Linked DNA regions of Bombyx mori: region 1 is linked to region 2. The links are chromatin contacts, called in public Hi-C maps. All regions are on one chromosome and are shown on one strand. The core of a region is the stretch at or near the end of the contact, and the rest is flanking DNA. Distances in the headings are between cores, read along the strand shown.

Region 1 (3,754 bases), core at 191-2,690, 45 kb before region 2:
CCTGATAAAAGTAATAATTGCAGTAAGAACCCGTCAAATAATAGTGTTCATAAAAATAAAACTAAATAGGGGTGTATCATTAGGTAGATTGTACCGTTATAGTGCTCTGTACGCTTTTAGTCTAGATATTTTTGGATGAAATTCATCTCAAGCTCGCTTCGGAGAGATCATCATTTATATCGAGAGACCGTCGAGGTCATTTTAGGCCGATATTAGAATGAAACGCTTGAACAATATAATCATTTAGTTTTTCGATATTTTGTGTGACGCACAATAAGTTTTTTTTTTACGTATTTGCTATGAATTTTAATTATGAATGTTCATTCTGACTCCGGAACCCTTAATATACGTTTCTGAATGAATTACACAATTTTATTTAAATTTTTCACATCTTCATTTTTTTGATGTGAAACATCTATAGCCGCACGTAAAACCGATTTCTGGCGTGGCGACGCATGCCGTGGCGACGCGTCGCTATATGATGGTATATATATGCAGTCTATATGCAGTAGTGTGTACGGTGTGGCGACGCGTCGCCATACGCAATCGACTGTGCGATTCTCTCCCACTCGATCCGGCGTTAGGCCATCTCTCTCGCTACACTGAGCTCGGATACCTATAGTGTATACTCCGTAGTGTATACAGTGTTGTTTACTACAGTACCTACACATAACCTGTGTTTTACTTGAAAACAAATTATTTTTTCGTAATATTTTATTTTATCATTAAGACATATTTAGTTCCTATCACAATCTGTTCTTTTCTGCATATTACTTTTACAAAATAATGTCGATGTTTCACATCTGTCAGGCACATTTTTTTTAAACTTCTATACTGTTTCTGTGTGCTTGGTGCGAGTTTTTAACGTTCTCGATAGCGTAAAAGTTAACTCAAATTAGCACACGGGAGACCTACGTCGAAACCGTCAGCTACAAACCTAGTAGGTACTAAACACACGTTTATTTAACTAAGCCTGCTTGTCGTTTTGAAAGTCCATAAATCGTGAACCGACTGATACATTGCAGAATCACGACATTAGCGGCAAGACGTCCTCCGCGTACTCACTAAGCCGTTATCCTCGCGCCATGCATTGCGTGGAATTCAAGACAAATGACACATAGCTACATAAAATTAATTTATGTAATATTGATTAAAATAAACATTCATTTTTTAGCGTTATGGTGTCGGAAATCTTTCTTTTCGAAAACTGTTTTAATACGCCCTCCATTTTAATCATTATATTAAGTTTTCTGTTAACAATTACGCAATGAACTAATAACAGGATTAATATCAACAAAACGAACAAAATTGTATAACGCTATTCAAGTTCAAAGCGCTAGTCTAAAGATATTTCAATAACCGCACAGGATACCTTTCTCGTGATGCAAAGGACCTAGCTTAAATAATAATAAAGTGCTTAAGTATCGTGTGTATGTAAATTGTAAAATGTATCGGCGCCGGCGCTCGGCAAGTCGCGACGGCCAGTGTCATGGCGGCCGCGGGGAGCGACGCGTGTTGCCGCCGCGCGCCATTTTGACTAAAAAAAAAAGAAAAATAAATTTACGTATAAACGTATAAAACCTGTTCAGTAAAAAATGTTTGTGTTGTGTTTAAAGTACTTGTGTGGATTAAAATAACATATTTCGAGATTAAAACAGAATATAATCTGGATTAAACAGTGTTGTATGCATACATTTGTACGTTTCGTTAAAAAAAATTTAAACTTAGCCCAATTAAAATGATAATTTTCGAAAATTACTTTATATTGGTTTAGCATTCTAATTTTTTTGTACGTGATTTTGGGAACACTGAAAATATAGGCTAGCCAGCAATCACTCACACGGAGATCCACAATGATGGGCCACGATCGCAATCTTCAAATGGTCTTTCTTACCTTTTTTTTTAATTAAAAAGGGATGAACTCAATGTCCGTGAGTGAGTGGGCAACTCAAAAGAGCTGTTAGCGGAGCCGCGGTTGCTTTGCGGAAAAAGTATGCATGACTGCGGTATTAACCCGTGTGAGCCCGCGTGTTCTACCACCAGTAATTATGCAAATTATACGAATCTGGGGGCTTGAATTTTTATTGCACGATATCGTTCATTGATTTTGGGAAGTCGATCGTGAATTGGAATGCCGCCTCAATTATATACTTAAGTTGTGTATTTATAAGAAGAGCTTACGTTAAAGTTTAAGAAAATATTCTTCCAGTCTAGTAGCTTAGAAAGGGAGGTAGTAGTCTAATAATAATTAGTACTCTGCGGAATTGTTAGAGATGATCCCATCATCTCGTTTCTACCATCGCCCCGCCACCGGAGTAGAGTTCACCCATACTACCTGGAGCCACTGCGTTTATCTACAGTGCGTTTCCAGAGATCTTTTTTGCCACGTACCAGCCGGTTTTGGACTGAGCTCCCCTCCAGTAACAGCAAAAGATGCATGTAGTAACTAATGATGTCATCGTCATGGTTAGGTCACGCGACAGGAACAGGAGACGTCAATGCATCCACTGAATACAGTTTGCAAAAAAAAACTCCTTATTGGAAGCCCCAGAATGAAACCAGCTCCATAGTAGTTTTCCCAGTCAATAGCAGTATCAAGTCTTTTAGTCTGTGTTAGAGACATCAATAATGATGTTTTTAATGATTCATGTTTATCTCTTAATGTAACATAATACGCCATGTTTGTTTGTTGTTCGAGCTTATCTATCGAAAGCTCTATACGAAGTTCAAATAAAGCGTCGTTTGTAATTTTAAAACGATTAAGACCTGAGACGAATTGTTGTTAGGACCAAAGTAGAGCTTTTTTGGATAACTTAGACGCCTACGATGCCTGTCGATGTTCGGGGCCCATAAAATACAAAGGCGTTACTTAGATCGAATATTCATTTGTATTTAAGTTATATCCTTCAACATTTTCACTTATAAGAAAGTCGAAGAATTTTCACTTTTTACCTTTTTTACCGTACTTACCATTGACGTATAATATTACTTTTACCTTATTATTATAAACGTACGCGATTAATGTACATTATAATTATATAAAGTAAATGTTACCGGCAAGGATATATGCTACTATTTATATAAAAAAAAAGAACTCTTATTTGACAGACATTAGAAGACATTTGAACTTCGATCAACAATAGTAACTCCAGCCTATTTATGCTCTTGGTGGCTTTAACTAAAATGTAAAACAATAACCAACCAATTAACATAGCTAGCCACACACAAATTGGCTAGATAATAAAAAATAAAATTTCGATTTAAAAAGTAAAAAATAACCTTTTTTTATAAAAATAAAATTTAAATTGTTGTACTACTTTTCCTAAGGCTAGTAGTATTAGCAATTTTCTCCGGTTGAGCCCATGAGCTCACCTACCGGTCCGACGCCCGAGTGAAGTTGGAATAGCCCTTAGGCTACCAAGGATTAGGTGGGGAAAAATATATTAATGTAACTTAAAATTTCTTTGTAAAAATGCTGTTAGTTTTGATAGCCTTGTCTTTGATAGCCCTGATAGCCTTGAGAGGCTATTTCAGCGTAACCTTAATTAGTAGGCGAGCTCACGGGGCTCAAACCTGACGACGTTGCTAACACGAGCCCTAGCAAGAGCCGTGCTCCACAGGATCTACCACCGGATCGGAATCGCGACCCACTGAGAAGATCCGGCGAGAAACTCAGTGGGTGTGCCTGAGGGTTAATTTACTCGTCGAGCCCTTCGTCGCAAGCGACGGGTTCGACGAGAACGATGACCGATGC
Region 2 (3,355 bases), core at 715-3,214:
CACAAAACAATTGGTCACGTCACTCTCGCTTCAGACGACGTCGGGAGAGGACGTGCGCGACTTCACGAGGGCGCTCCGCAACAAGTTCAAGTCGGCGCGCTACTTCAAGAAGCACCCCAGGGTCGGGTACTTGCCTGTACAAACCGTTTTAGAAGGTAAGAGGATAGTTTCAGTTGTTAATTTGATGTGAATAATTAATTAAAAAAACCTGATTGTATGATCTTAACTTAGGCACCTCGTTACCACTTAAGATGTAAGCTTAACGGGATCTTATCCGAAACTAGCCGTGTGCTCCGTATGCTGGTGTGAGGACGAAGACGACCTAGGTACGGTCACGCGCATCTTATAAAGGACGGCAGATTATACATGTCCTCAGTTGAGTTCTGTCTCATTAAGGGTGAGAGCAAGAACCAGACCCAACTGTTGAAAAAATTCGGTCGAGAATATTGTTCTGACGGGAACGCATTGTGACAGCCCCACCTTCCGGGGCCATATCATATTCACATGATGAATTTTTGTAATTGACAGTTTTTGTAATTCTTGGTAAATGTAATTAATGTAATAAATTTGTTTATGTGCAGGTGATGCTCTGGAGTCCCCCGCTCCCTCTCCGCAGCACGGCGCGTCCCTCGGCCCCGACATGCACTCGCGCCTCGAGCTGTACGCCACCCGCCTCGCGCAGGTCGAGCTCAGCGCCGCCGACACTCCCGACAGGTACACCTCGCCCCGCCGCGCACCGCCGCGCCCCGCCCCGCACCGCCGCGCCCCGCCGCGCCCCGCCGCGCACCGCACCGTCCCGTTCCGCTACGCCACGACCCGTCTCGTCCCGTCCCACCCCATCGCAACTTTGATCTCGCGCATCGACAGAATATTGAATATACTTTGAAGGCTATAATTACTCTTAGGTCTTCTTATCATGAAATTGAAACTAACCATTACATCCTTTACCGTTACAGCGATGAAGAACATCAGCTCATAGCTCAGTACTGCGCCTCACTGAACGGCGGAGGGGAGTCCGAAGAAGCTCCTCGCTCGCCTGTGCAAGTGGTCTCCATTATCCACCGCGAGCAGAGACACGAACTCGAGGCCATGATTAGGTACACTACACACAGACACATGCGGTTAGGGCAATGCAGTTAAACATTCCTTATCACTTTCAAAACATCTTTATTTATAGGGAACTGGAAGAAGAAAACGCAAGTCTCCAAGCGGAGTACGAGCGTCTGAAGGCTAAGCAGACTCCAGGCTCCACGCCCGAGGAGCAGCAGCACGGCGTCAGCGACAATAGCCGCAGCGGACCGGTAGACCAGGTCAGAGGAACTTATAATACAAATAATTCTGGCTTCTACAGGAGGGATGTTGATGTTGTGTCTGGCGCTACGTGACCGGACTTGGCGTAACGTGGCTTGACGTGACGTGACGTCACACATGTGTTGTGACGTCTAAGCATACAAATACTCATTTAGAATATACTAAATTGGTGCTTGTGAACCTTTCTTGATCATAGCTCTACTAACCGCGGTTCCAGTATAAAATAATAAACAGATGGTCCCAAAACAGTCCTCAGAATCTAAATATAATAATCACAAGTTGTACTTATTTATTATGATGAGCTCACGGCCCACCTGGTGTTAGCTGATCACTGGAATATACCGACAGTACAGCGTGAATGCTGTCCCCTTAAGACAGGAGTTCAAGATGTGTGTAGGGGTGTTCCGCCCTCTAATCCGTCATTCACTTAGCGTCGAATCGTCGCTATGAGTTATGAGATGACTCTACGGCACCAACTGCGGTTATGACTATAGCTCGCCCGTGCATTCATCAGTCTTCACAGCACAGTGCATACGATGAATCGGAAATATATTTCAGGACATGATGGCCGAGGCTCGTCTTCTCCGTCAGCACAAGGGCCGGCTGGAGGCTCGCATGCACATTCTGGAGGAACACAACAGACAACTCGAAGCTCAGCTGCAGCGTCTACGCACCTTACTCGACGAGGTAGGCAGTCCAGTCCCTCTCAACCTCACCCAATCTCACCCAACCTCGCTGGTAAACTAGCACGATAAAATTAATAAGCTGCCACGTGGCAATATTCGCGATGCCCGAGGACTCGTTTGCCTTTCAATAAAAAACAAAACTAAACTGTGTAAGGAACTTGAATTGTATTTCATCACTGACGTACATGGACCTCTGCCAAGTCCCGCGCTGTCTGCATCCAATGGATTTCCTTATATCACTGACATTGTTATAAACACTTCCAGCCGGCCCAGGGCTCGCCCCCAGCGCGCACCGGAACATTACAGACACGTTCGGTGACCGCTTCGCAGCTTGCAACTGATTCACCAGCCAAAATGCACAATGGACTCTACCACGAGTCACAAACAAGTATGTTCAGTAATGCTTTTAATGTTTTTAATTTGAAATATTTAGATTAAGAACTTAAAATTTCTTAGTATAAATTATAGTTTACTACTTTAAAGGTCTGATTTTTCTGTACCACTGAGTAGCGACAGAAAATCGCAGCGACTTGAGTGCTAATTAAAAACAATGGTAAAAATCTGGTAACACTTATATGTCAGTTCAAATATAAAAAAAGTAATGCTTTGAAATTCGTTTAAATAACGTCGGCCATTTTGTTGTAATGGCGTACAAGATGGCGGCGCTCGTTGGGCTGGCGCCGAGCGGCCCCCCCCGCCCCCGCACACCGTGCACTCCCTCATGCACTGCGCAGGTCAGCGGTGTCAATAATGTGTTCACACTTTTGTTTCGCTTTTTGTGCAATTGTTTTAGATTTTAAAAGATTTACGTTCAAATAACTCAAGCTTTTTAAAAAATCTAAATATAATTTGTGTTCAATGATTTCTCAATAATACAGTGGAATTGTCGAATTTTAACTAGTTTAATCATTTTGGCAATTACGATTCGTATTGTAGTAATAAGTAGTACTGTAGTAAATGCGATTCGTAGCTGTTCAAAGAAACGAAGCTTGTCACCACCTCCAAACAACGGATAATGCCGATCGGTCAAAACTCTGAACACTATGCTATCCGATTTTGCTTGAGATCCCTGTTCACATTGAGTGAATTCGTGTCAAAATATATATTTGGCATTTAATGAAAATTTCACGTACTTAAGTCATAAGTTGGGTGTTGTGAACTCAAGATTCAGCTGAAGCCGTGTGAACTGATTAAACTACAATTGCGTATAAATCTAAAATTCATTGTAATCACAATTTGGGTTTTATGCTTCCTTCGTCTGTTTTTGAAATGTTGCCAGCACAAAAATATCACGATAAATTTTAAACCTTAAAATATTTAAATTTATATTTGCTAAAATATGATGCCAGATGTAACTT

Evidence for each region. A called contact is a pair of places that touch in the nucleus more often than the background predicts.
Region 1: a contact with region 2 is called in a Hi-C map of midgut, with 1.7 times the contacts expected there. The contact joins two enhancer-like sites. A contact is called at or near these places in 2 of 7 Hi-C or Micro-C datasets (midgut and whole pupa).

The regions. Positions count from the first base shown.
Region 1 is chr7:13,400,782-13,404,535 of ASM3026992v2, reverse strand. The region is part of intron 44 of LOC101738393 (dystrophin); the gene reads left to right. Among protein-coding and RNA genes, the nearest start is that of LOC101738123, 53 kb to the right of the region's middle. Within about 2 kb of position 1,440, at least 4 of the 8 cell types and tissues checked have open chromatin away from gene starts, as enhancers often do.
Region 2 is chr7:13,356,315-13,359,669 of ASM3026992v2, reverse strand. LOC101738393 (dystrophin) reads left to right here. Exons shown (of 61, transcript XM_038012113.1): 54 at 35-155; 55 at 582-714; 56 at 957-1,097; 57 at 1,178-1,310; 58 at 1,870-1,998; 59 at 2,262-2,385; 60 at 2,654-2,731. Among protein-coding and RNA genes, the nearest start is that of LOC101738123, 8.7 kb to the right of the region's middle. Within about 2 kb of position 1,964, at least 4 of the 8 cell types and tissues checked have open chromatin away from gene starts, as enhancers often do.